Regions from separate parts of the Capra hircus genome. Here region 1 is linked to region 2. Evidence: chromatin contacts called from public Hi-C data. All regions are on one chromosome and are shown on one strand. Each heading gives the region's core, a stretch centred on a gene start, on an enhancer-like site or on the middle of the called end of the contact. The rest is flanking DNA. Distances are from core to core; before and after follow the strand shown.

Region 1 (6,157 bases), core at 59-2,558, 130 kb before region 2:
TATAAGCATTTCAAATTTTCAAATGGGGCTTACAACACTTGTACAAGCTTTGAAACAAGAATTCTATAAACTTTAAAAATGTGAAAACCAGTTGACTTTGCTTTAATTCTGTGCAATCTACTCTAAAAAGGCAAGAGATGACTAGAAAATGACCAAATGAGGTTATGATAAAGCTCTTTCTTTCACAAGAGACCTGAATTCACAAAAACTTGGAAACTCCGGGGGTTATTCTCTTCCCAAGATTCCGACCAGACAAAAGCTCACAACCCACCGACAGTAGACTTCATTCCCTCTTCAGAACTCGCCTCCTTTTTACTGAAGTGTAACTACATAAACACTTTTAAGGTAAAATTCTAGTTGTGGTTGGGAGAGGGAGCAACAAACAGTGGGTTAGAGGTTGGAAATGAATGAAAGGTAAAATCAAAAAATTTAGGAAAGCTAAGAGATTACCAACTAAAATCACTAAAAGGGGCCTCTGATTATACCCTTTTGCAGGGCCCCAGGAGAAAGAGGAGAGGCTTTGCGTTGTTTCCAAAATTTACGGGTAAATATATTAGTAGGGGGCTTCCCAGGTGGCTCAGTGGATAAAGAATATACCTGCAATGCAGGAGACGCAGGTTTGGAAGATCCCCTGGAGGAAGGCAGGGCAATCCTCTCCAGTACTCTTGCCTGAAGAAACCCACACCCAGAGGAGCCTGGCGGGCTACAGCCCATAGGGTCACAAAGAGTCTGACACGACTGAAACGACTGAGCACGCATGTTAGCAGAAAGTCGGCCGAGGTGGAAGCCGTGGACAAGGCACTGAACCAAGGGATGTTCCAAGGCCTGGTTTCCCGGTTTCTCGCATAAACACCGCGCATTGAAACCTCGCGATATTTCCCTGCCTCCTCAAGATTACCACAGCCCGGCTTTTTGGCGGTCTAAAGCCAGTGCCCTGACAGAAATGACCGCCTCAGCTAAAGTGCAGAGCTCACCAGGGCCCCCAAGGGGAGGGGTCTGGGCCCGGGAACGTTGACCAAGGATCCCGTCCCTCGTCCCAAACTGCATTCCCTTCCTCGCTTCGGCCCCCAGCTGTTTCCCTTACACACACAACCGCCCTGGGGCCCGCTGCGAGGTGTGGAGTGCATCTGCCGTCTCCTCATTACCGACCTCAGAGCTAAACTCATTTTCTCTTCGGACTGAGACGTTCCTCTCGAGAACGAATTTAACCCCCTACCCAAAGCAGCAAGACTTCCACAAGCCGTTCGACAGACGCCAACGACCCTCAGCGGTCTCAAAAACCTCCCACAAAGCAAAACACTCCTGAGCGGGATTGGTTGAAGTCGCTAGCGTCCTGCCCATTGAGGCGAAAGCGTCACTTGTCCTCTGCTCTCATTGGCCATATTTCACGTCAATCAAATAGATCTCCCTGCCGGCATGCCCTGCTACGCCTCTCCCCCTTTAGATTGGCCTGTTGCTTTCCGCCCCACCCCCACGCCCCACCCCAATCCTAGAGAAGCTAGGACTCAGGTGGGAGGTGGCGAGCTATGCCTCTGACCAGAAAGGCTGTGGCGTGTGGCCCAGTGTCCGGAGACCCGGTGGAAAGGGAAGGGATGAGATACGCCGCAGACTCTCCTCCGGCTAGAAGGAGTGAGCGGCTTTCGAACTGTGTCTGCGAAACTTGACTCTACTGTATTGTACATTTTTGAGTACATGGGGAGTGTGTTTAAAACGCAGATTTAAATATCACTCATTCTAATTTCTAGTAGGTGTAAATCTGCATTTTTTTATACAAACTTCAAATGATTCTGAAGCAGATACTGCGGATTATATTTTGATAATCACTGAGTTGGATTATTAGGCTATTTAAGGTTGAAGCTGTACCTAAAGGGCCATTTGCTCCCCTATTCCTCCTTTGAACGGGTTTGTTCGTTTTTGTCCTTTATTTTCGAGTGCTGTAAGCTGCTTATACTCATGATGTTATCTTCACCACCAAACGAAGTCTCTTAAAGCTCACTTGGACATTTAATATCTTTACCTGTTCGTCTCTCCTACTAATCTTAAAAGGCTTATATCCTTCATTTAACACTATTCCTAGTGCCTAAAACAATGTATGATTCGTTGTAAATGTCTGATGCCTCTGCTCCGTAGATATTTGTGGCATTAAATGGAATCTTGCTGTGAAAAATCACAAAGTACTGAGCTAAACTGCAAATCTCAAAAAGGAATGAAATAGCCAGAGAGTAGGTGTCCAGTAACAGAAGAGGGAAGATATTAATATATAAAACTGTGGCATAAATATAAAGAGATACATGTACACGTTTAGAGAAGAGAGCGAACACAGAAGGTATAAGAAAGACTTCTTGAAGGAGATGGCATATATGTTAAGCCTAGAAGGATGAGCTAAATTTGGGTAAGTAAAGATGGTAAAAACATCCACTTCCACTTTATTGACTATGCGAAAGCCTTTGACTTTCAGATCACAACAAACTGTAGAAAATTCTGAAAGAGATGGAAATACCAGACCACCTAACCTGCCTCCTAAGAAATCTGTATGCAGGTCAAGAAGCAACAGACTGGTACCAAATCAGGAAAGGAGTACGTCAAGGCTGTATATTGTCACCTGACTTATTTAACTTATATGCAGAGTACATCATGAGAAACACTGGTCTGGATGAAACACAAGCTGGAATCAAGATTGCCAGAAGACATATCAATAACCTCAGATACAATGATGACACAACCCTTATGGCAGAAAGTGAAGAGGAACTAAAAAGCCTCGGATGAAAGTGAAAGAAGAGAGTGAAAAAGTTGGCTTAAAGCTCAGCATTCAGAAAACTATGATCATGGCATCTAGTCCCATCACTTTGTGGCAAATAGATGGGGAAACAATGGAAACAGTGGCTGACTTTATTTTACTGGGCTCCAAAATCACTGCAGATGGTGACTGCAGCTATGAAATTAAAAGACACTTGCTCCTTGGAAGGAAAGTTATGACCAACCTAGACAGCATATTAAGAAGCAGAGACATTACTTTGTCAACAAAGGTCTGTCTAGTCAAGGCTATGGTTTTTCCAGTAGTCATGAATGGATGTGAGAGTTGGACTATAAAGAAAACTGAGAGCCGAAGAATTGGTGCTTTTGAACTGTGGTGTTGGAGAAGACTCTTGAGAGTCCCTTGGACAGCAAGCAGATCCAATCAGTCCATCCTAAAGGAGATCAGTCCTGAATATTCATTGCAAGGACTGATACTGAAGCTGAAACTCCAATACTTTGGCCACCTGATGTGAAGAACTGACTCGTTTGAAAAGACCCTGATGCTGGGAAAGATTGAAGGCAGGAGGAGAAAGGGATGACAGAGGATGAGATGGTTGGATGGCATCACCGACTCAATGGACATGAGTTTGAGTAAACTCCAGGAGCTGGTGATGGACAGGAAGGCCTGGTGTGCTGCAGTCCATGGGGTCGCAAAGAATCAGACACGACTGAGTGACTGAACTGAACTAAACTGAAAGATGGTATAATAGCTCAGACAGTAAAGCATCCGCCTATAACGCAGGAGACCTGAGTTGGATCCCTTGGTGGGGAATATCCCCTGGAGTAGGAAATGGCAACCCACTCCAGTATTCTTGCCTGGAGATTTCCATGGACAGAGGAGCCTGGCAGGTCACAGTCCATGAGTGTTGCAAAAAGTCAGAGATGGTATAATGAAGTAAAGCTAAGAATTATAGCTACAGGATAGCCCCCCCAAAAAATAACAGAACTAAAAAACTCTAAATTTTAAAGTATAAATCACCTTTGAGTCTGAAAGGACAGTAAAACTGCGATTACATACTAGACAGTGATGACAATGGAAAACTATATTAAAATGGTAAGATACAGACCAAACTATAGAACAAGGTTATTTTACTATTAAATAAGAATAAAAGTAAACCAACATTAATCTGAATATTTTAGAAATGAACAAAATTAACTAATTGAAATTAGGAAGAAGAAATTACTAAAGATAAAACAAGAAAAGAAAATAGGTTTTTAGAAGAAAATTGTGAAAGTAATTGATAAATAATCTCATAATCTAGTAATAAACTGGTTTTTGGCAATAGCAATAAAATGGACAGAATTAGGGAATTGTAACAAAAAAGGGAATATTGCCGCTAATAAAGTTGACAGTTTAAAAGAGAATTTCAAAAATTATTAAAATACTTTATACAACTTCCTTCTGCCAATAAATATTAACACTAAAATGAAATAGTCACTTTTCAGGGAAAAAAAAAATAAGGACTCAAAAAAGGTAGAAAACTGAAGCTATAGACAAGACTTTAAAATTATGCAAAGCTCTGTATCACAAAACAAAAAGGCATCCAGCCTACTCAGATTTATGGGTGAGTTTTAAAAATTCCTGAAAAGCTTATTCTTGCGCTTTAAATCTAAAGCATGATGGAGAGCTTCTTAGCTTAATTTTTGAAGAGAGCGCAACCCTTAGCATCTTAAAAGTGTTTAAAGTCAGTGAATGCATGCTCCATGATAAGCCAGAAGAGAAAGTTGCTCAGTCGTGTGCGACTCTGCGATTCCATGGACTGTAGCTTACCAGGCTCCTCCGTCCAGGGAATTTTCCAGGCAAGAGTACTGGAGTGGGTTGCCATTTCCTTCTCCAGGGAATCAAACCCAGGTCTGCCACATTGCAGGCAGATGCTGTACCCTCTGAGCCACCAGGGAGGCCCATGATGAGCCAGAGCAGAGCCAAAAGTAAATAAAATGGTTTAGGAAGATTAGTAGCATTAGTTATTTGTTTAGCCTTCCTCCTGAAACCTTAATGAAACAATCGTTGAGAAATTAATTTCTAATACAGAAGTGACTTGGAGAAGTACCATCTACAGACAAGATATTTCAAAAAGATATCTGAAATATCAAAAGAGGTATGGAAACCTCTTAAATGACAGAGATCATCAAAGTAGCATCTCAGAATTTGCAAGAGGTGACTAATGGTTCAGAGAGAGTTGATCTGCCTGGCAGAATTCAAGACTCTAGGTTTAGAGTTACAAAGTAGAGGGTGGAAATGAGAAGAGGGCTACATAAAATGTAAGTTTAAAAACTCTAGGTAACCACTGCACTTCAGTTTCTCCAAGTTCCCCTCCTCATTATTCTCTCTTAACCTCTGTTTAGAACCCCACTCTTAAAAAGTGAATGAAAAAATTAAAAACCATTAGAGATATGAAGAAAATCAATGGTATGAAGGATGAAACTAAGGAAACAGCTATCTACAAAGACTGAGCTTAGGAACCAAAAGACATCCATGATAAATTTAATAATATTAAGCTTTCTAAGGACTTCCCTGGTGGCTCAGACGGTAAAGCATCTGCCTACGATGCAGGAGACCTGGGTCGGGAAGATCTCCTGGAGAAGGAAATGGCACCCCACTCCAGTATTGCCTGGAAAATCCCATGGATGGAGGAGCCTGGTGGGCTACAGTTCATGGGGTCGCAAAGAGTTGGACACGACTGAGCGACTTCACTCACTCACTCAAGCTTTCTAAGAGTCAAGAAAGTATTGTATTGGAGAATGGGATACTTTGAAAAAGAAACATCCTGACAGTAAGAAGACTTAAATATGATTACAGAAATTAAAATTTTAATACATTAGTGAGATGATTTAATTGAAATATTTCAGAACACAGACAAAAACATATAAAAATTTAAAGAAAGAAAAAAAATGTGGAAGATTAATTCGGTAGGTCCATCATATGACTAATAGGAATTCCGGAAAGAGACAGTAACAACTGGAGAAGAGGCAGAGTTGGACATGACTGAGCAAATGAACTGAACTGAATAAATAATTGAAGAAAAATTTCAAGGAACTGAAGAGTAGCCCAGGTCTTCAGATTGATAGATATTCCTAGTGCTGAACAAAATAAATGGTAAAAGAAACCATATCTCACCACATCAACAAGATATTTCATAACATCAAAAATAAAAGATATAGGCCTAAAAGCTTTGAGAGACAAGAATCTGATCTTCTGTAAAATAATAATAATTGAATTAGCATTAGATTTTTTTCTATCAGAAGCATTAGACAGACCACAATGCCATCAAAATTTTAAGGGGAAATTATTTTGAATTTAGAATTCTATTCCCTGTCAAGACAAAAATCAAATGTGAGAACATAATAAGGATATCAGTAA
Region 2 (6,060 bases), core at 1,603-4,102:
AAGATTTCTGATTTATGTCCCTGAGTAAACATTGGTGCCATTTGCTAAGATTTGGAACACTGGAAGAGCATGGGGTGAGGGTGGGGGACTTTGATTATAAATTCCTTTAACCAAAAAGAATGTCAAATAGTCAAGTGAACTATGCAGTCAAATTCAGAAAGGTGTGAGTGACATAATTTCATGACTCATCTGCACATAGGTGGCAACTGAACCTGTATAGATGAGATTACCTAGAGAGAGCGCAGAATAAGAAAAGTGGGTCCAATGTGGACCCTTGGAGAACTGCTACATTTAGTATCTAGATGAAGGAAGATCAGCCTGCAAAAATGGAAAAGAAGTAATCAGAGGGGGAGGAAATCATGAAAATGGACCCTTGGAGAACTGCTACATTTAGTATCTAGATGAAGGAAGATCAGCCTGCAAAAATGGAAAAGAAGTAATCAGAGGAGGAGGAAATCATGAAAATGCTGTGCAATGAAAGCCAAGACTAAATGATTTCCCAAAGGCAGTTGTGAATACTATGGACAAGCACCAGGTGGAAAAGAAAAAAAAAAAATCAGAAAAGACCAACTCCAGAAATCTGAATTTGTAATATACACAATAGATCATCTACTATGTTGGGACATACTTAGAAAATTTGGGAAACTATTTCATATCATTGAATCCAACCCCAGAAAATCAGTTTCTGACCCTGCTCTATGGCAACACGGTAATGCTTTAAAAATTCAAAAGTTTCTACTCAATAAGTGACTAATAGCTACATATTAAGTCGATAATTTCACCTGTTCCCCCAAGAGCTACATTATACTACCATAAACTGGAACTCCTAACTCAGCAGCCACCAAACTGAAGAAAGCTACCCACATTTTACATCTCAAAAGCAGTTTTAAAATCACATCTGTTCCTTCAAGGAATTCTAACAAGTGACAACTCTAACAAGGTTAAAGATGAAACTTGTTTTAATACAATAAATTAAGGATGCTTTATTTTTATTTTGTTCTCAAAGAAGCTGAAAGTATCTCACCTTCACCTAAACCACATAATAGTTTTATTTCCGCTTTTTAACAGTCTTTCAATACTGTCTTTAGGAAATATCTGTGAATACTGTGGATTCCTAGGCAAAATTTTATACATATGCACACTTTTCTGGGGATAATATTCATTGTTTTCATATTCTCAAAAAGTTTTACAAGTTATGAACCACTTAATATACAGCGATTTACACTTGGCTATACTAACTCAGTTATGCTGCCAACTTTAGATGAAAAAGTCTGATAATTTGTTCTTAGAATCCCAAAGTAGCTTAGTACCGCTGAAATTCACTGAGCAAGGCACAAAAGCCATTTTAGATACTATTATAAACGTCTCTCCATATATGTGCTACACAGGCGGCGCCAGTGGTAAAGAACTTGTCTGCCAAAGCCGAAGACCAAAGAGATGCAGGTTCGATCCATTGGTCAGGAAGATTCCCAGGAAGAGGGCATGGCAACCCACTCTGGTGTTCTTGTCTGGAGAATCCCAGGCACGGAGGAGCCTGGCAGGCTACAGTCCATAGGGTCACAGAGAGTTGGACACGACTGAAGCGACTTAGCAGCAGCGACTCCATGATACACTGAGAAACAGTATCTGGGTCTCACGATCTCTTCACTCCACTTGTACTGAAGTAACGCAGGCAGTAGAATACCACAAACTGGATAGTTTGTTTCTGAATAATCAAGAGTTGGTTGTGTCCCTAATTGATATGAAAAGCTAGACTCTGGCCCTGGCATATAATTATCTGAGCCAACTATATAAAAGATTACAAACTACACAGTAGTGAAGTCATCTGGCTCAATTCGCTCCACCTGTTATAATTCTCTTAAGGCAGGACAGAAAACACAAGTGCCTCCTTCAGAAACTGAAACAAGCCTGCATGCTACGTAGATTGTAAGAATTGGCAAAAAAGTACCCCAATGGACCCCATGTTAAAGCACGCATCAGCTCACTCGGTAACTGAAAATTATTTCCCCAAATGCCTGCGTGCTCTATAAATGCTGTTGGGTGTTTTCGCTTTGACGTTCCTTAAGCAAGTAGCAATAAAACGGCCACAGGTCTCAAGCTACTTCAGCACTGGGACAGTATCAGAGAGACTGTTTTCTCAGGGCCAATCGAGTTTCTAAAAACTTAACTTCCCCCCTCCTCCTTTCCACACGTCTAGTTTTTTTTCTCTGTTACACCTAGCGATGATTAAACCTCAGATCCCTATGTTGTCATCGCACTTGGGACGAAGCGTACCAGATGCTGTCAATGAATATCCAACACAAACACGACGTTGTGGGAGAAAGGTAGCGTGTCTAGTCGGGAAACGCTCTGCTCCGGAATTCGGGCAGGGAGGAGCCTTTCCTCTGAGCCTCAGTTTCCCCGAGAGTGTATCAGGGGGCTTTGGTGGAGCTGGTCTCGAAGGTTTCCGCTGCCTCGGAGTCTCTTCCAAGCGGGGCCGGGGTCCGAGCCCCCGACACCCGGCCCGCCACATCTGCGGCCGCTGGGTCCGCGCCGCCTCCAGCGAAAGGGCAGTCGGGGCCCCAACGCCGCCGGCCGGACTCGGCCACCCCCACCCCCGCACCCACCTCTGGCCGCCATCTTTACCTGTCCCGTTAGCAGGGGGGACTCAACGAGGAGACGGCCACCAGGTCCGCCGCCGCCGTCCCGGGCCAGTTCATGGCCGAGCCTCAGTCTCTGACTGCCCCTGTCCTCCTCCACCCTCGTCGCCGCTGCCGCCGCCACCAACGTCTCCGCCTTTCGTGCCGTGCGCCGCCGCCACGTCCGCAAACCTGCCGTGCGTCATCGCGTCAAGTGGGCGGAGGTGGGAAGGGACCGGGAGGAGGCGGAGGGCGGGGGCGCGAGGGCGCGCCCAAGAACCCGGGACTCTCTCACCACAGGCCGACGGGGACGCGCAGGCGCAGGGATTCCGCCGTATCCCGGGTGTCGGCTGCGGGTTCCAGCCCCGCCCCTGACGCCAGCCCCGCCCCTTACCCCTCCCCTTCTGCCCCGCCCCTTCATTTTCCCCAGTACATAAAAGGTTCGGGGCCAAGTCCGCAGGCTAATCGAGCTATTTGGGCTGACCTCGTGTAGCGTTCTGTTTCTTTCGCACAGCGTTGGCAAAGACCGGCTGGAAAACACTGAGGGGGACGATACTGAGGGTTTGTGAGGGTTTGTCCGGGGCTGCTGTGCATTTCCTCTTTGCCTCTGAAGGCTTGTGTGATGTGAGGAAGGACGCCCGGAAGCATAGTATTGACATCCATGTTTTAAATTATTCCATGCTTCTTGCTCTTCGTACTGAATCCTCTCGATTCCTGCAGAGAAGACAAAATACTGAAGGGAAGAAACCCTTGGGCGGCAGAGGACAATTGTCTCAGCCTTTATATTCTTAGATGAGGAAAGTGAGCCACCTAGAGTTAGGCCCCAGAAAATGTTTGCCCTCGAGCCCGGGGTTTTCAGGCTTCCTTTTCTCAATGAGACAAGGCTATTTACAAATTGCAACTTAATTTGTTTTGAAAATTAACTGAAAGTCAATAAGATTTTAGTTTGTTAAATGACAAACTCATGACATCATACATGGTGCTTCTCAGAAATTTACTGAATGAGTGTGATAACGTGTTTGAATTTATGTTAATAAGTGTAAAGCGTTTTTAATGATGTGCGTAATGTCTCCCAGTGTTGACGTTAGACTTTACATTTTGACGACCAGTCTGTTCTTATGACAATAAAAATTTTAGACCCAAACAGGCAGGGTGCAGTCTGCTTCTTTGAGGAATGTCTGAATATTTATGCATCCTGAAGTCTTCGAAGCTTTGTTTTAAATTATTTTCAAAGATTATGTTTTCTGTTTTCTGGGAAGTGCCTCAGTAAAGGTTAGGAATTCTGCATTGCAATCTTTTTTCTTTTATTTCTGAAGATAGGCGCTGTGCTCCACAATGCAACAAAAAGAACTGGAGTAGAAGACTTAAAAAAAAAATTGTTTTTTAAGTTTGTCGGAGCTGTTCTGTGTGCTGTTGCCCTTCTGACACCCCTGTCTGTAACCATTTATCACTGAGACATTTTCTCATCAGTAGACAAAGGATATTTCCCCTACTTGATGTGTAGGACTCAAACAGCTCAGCCTTCATGAATGTTAATGTGAATACAACCTTCTTTCTGCATATAGGTTTCTTTTCTTATTTTAATGTCAATAGGCAGTGGAATCCATGTGAAAGTCCAAGAGATAGAATTTCAAGCGCTTCTACAGGACTGCTACCTATTCCCTTTGTATAAATACTTTCTCAGTGATATGTGCATGCTCTTGAACCATTATTTATATTTCACAAAGGTGCAGTTACTGAACTTTTTACAAAAAGACAATAATAGAATTATATTTTATTATAAAAATATACAAAGGAGGCAGTTAGCCATGAAGTTTGGCCAAGTTCCAAAAAACTGGCCAGTAGGAACAAATACTTTGTCTGAGGAAAAGGATGTCCCTAGTATTGAGCAAGGCTAAAAGGATTTTCAGTTTTTTAGATCTCTGACAGTTTTCAAGCAAAGGCTGTAGACAAAAAAAATATGTAGTTTCTAGGAATGTGTATTTCTGTTAAACATTTAGGTTTTGTGGTATGTCCCAGAATAAAAACTGTATTTTAATAAGAGTGTAAATTGATGCAACCAGTTAAGAGTGTTACTTGGAAATATCAAAGTTAAAAATGAAAATGACTGAATTATTACATTGCAAAGTAATTACCTTGGATTCACTTGTAAACAGATAAACATGTATAAGATATAACAGGTATTTTCAGGAATGTTTATTACAGTAATAGCCAAAAATCTGAAAATATGTTAAATGTTCATCAATAACAGACTGAAAACTTCTGGTACTTTTAAATAATGCAATATTATGCCTTTGCTCAAAGCAATGAAGTTGTTTTTAGTATTTTCTGATTTATTAATTTAATTACCTAACATGCTTTTTCTGGAGAAGAACTAATTGTGAAAGCTTTGTTGTAGGCATTGGGGATACAATGCTTAAAAAGCCAAATTTTCCTTATTCATGGGGCTTCCATAACTAGGCACATGGAAAGAGAGTTCTCCAAAATGTATTTTAAAGAGAAAAATAAGTAAGATGCCACATAGAATGTGTGATGTCACTGCTTTGGAATAAAATTTTATTTTATTTATTTATTTATTTATTTTTTACTATTTTATGACTTTTAATAGGACCAAGTTGTTCTTTTTTTATTCCATAAGTTATGGCTTTTTTAAAAAAATTTTAATTGGAGGATAATTGTTTTACAATATTGTATTGGTTTCTGCTCTACAACAACATGAATCAGCCATAAGTATACATATATCCCCTCCCTCATGAGCTTGGATTGTTCTTGACTTCTCTTATATTGGAGCTGGACTGTGATTCCTGTTTCTAATTTGATGGCTGTACTCTAAGAAATTGGGGGGAGGTAGGATGGAGGCATCTCCAAAAACCTCCTGGGTATTCTCACAAGATGTCCACTTACATCTGAATCTTAATATTGTCATTACACCATTGTCATTATGACCACATATGGAATAAAATTTTAAATGCACACCCCTCACCCTCCCCACTCTCACACGCACACACGTTCATATATCTGTACAGGAAAGTGTGTTTAATTTTTCTTTCTAGAAAATTACTAAAGAAATATTTAACAGTGGTTGAAAGGACTAGATGTGGTGGAAACCTTTGCCTTTTCTTCTTAGACCTCTCTACATAGACTGAATTTTTATTACCATGTGCTTTTATTATTATTGAAAAATATTAAGGTTGAAGACTTTTTTTTTTAATAGGCTGTGCTTGCCGGGTCTTTGTTGCTTTGTGGGATTTTCTCTAGTTGCAGCAAGTGGAGGCTACTCTCTAGATGCAGTGTGTGGGCCTCTCATGGTGGTGCCTTCTCTTCTTGCTGAGCACTTAGGGTATGCAGGCTTCAGTATCTGTGTTTCCTGGGCTCTAGAACATAGGCCTGATAGTTGTGGCACAAGGGCTTAATTGCTCTGTGGCATGTGGGATCTTCTTGC

Evidence for each region. A called contact is a pair of places that touch in the nucleus more often than the background predicts.
Region 1: a Hi-C map of blood shows a contact between it and region 2, with 1.9 times the contacts expected there. The contact joins the promoter of CETN3 here to the promoter of LYSMD3 in region 2. A contact is called at or near these places in 2 of 5 Hi-C or Micro-C datasets (blood and liver).

What each region holds. Positions count from the first base shown.
Region 1 is chr7:20,568,309-20,574,465 of ARS1.2, reverse strand. It overlaps CETN3 (centrin-3), which reads right to left and starts at 1,308. Exons shown (of 5, transcript XM_005683427.3): 1 at 1,150-1,308. The coding sequence starts at 1,166.
Region 2 is chr7:20,440,929-20,446,988 of ARS1.2, reverse strand. LYSMD3 (lysM and putative peptidoglycan-binding domain-containing protein 3) reads right to left here and starts at 2,852. Exons shown (of 3, transcript XM_018050045.1): 1 at 2,626-2,852.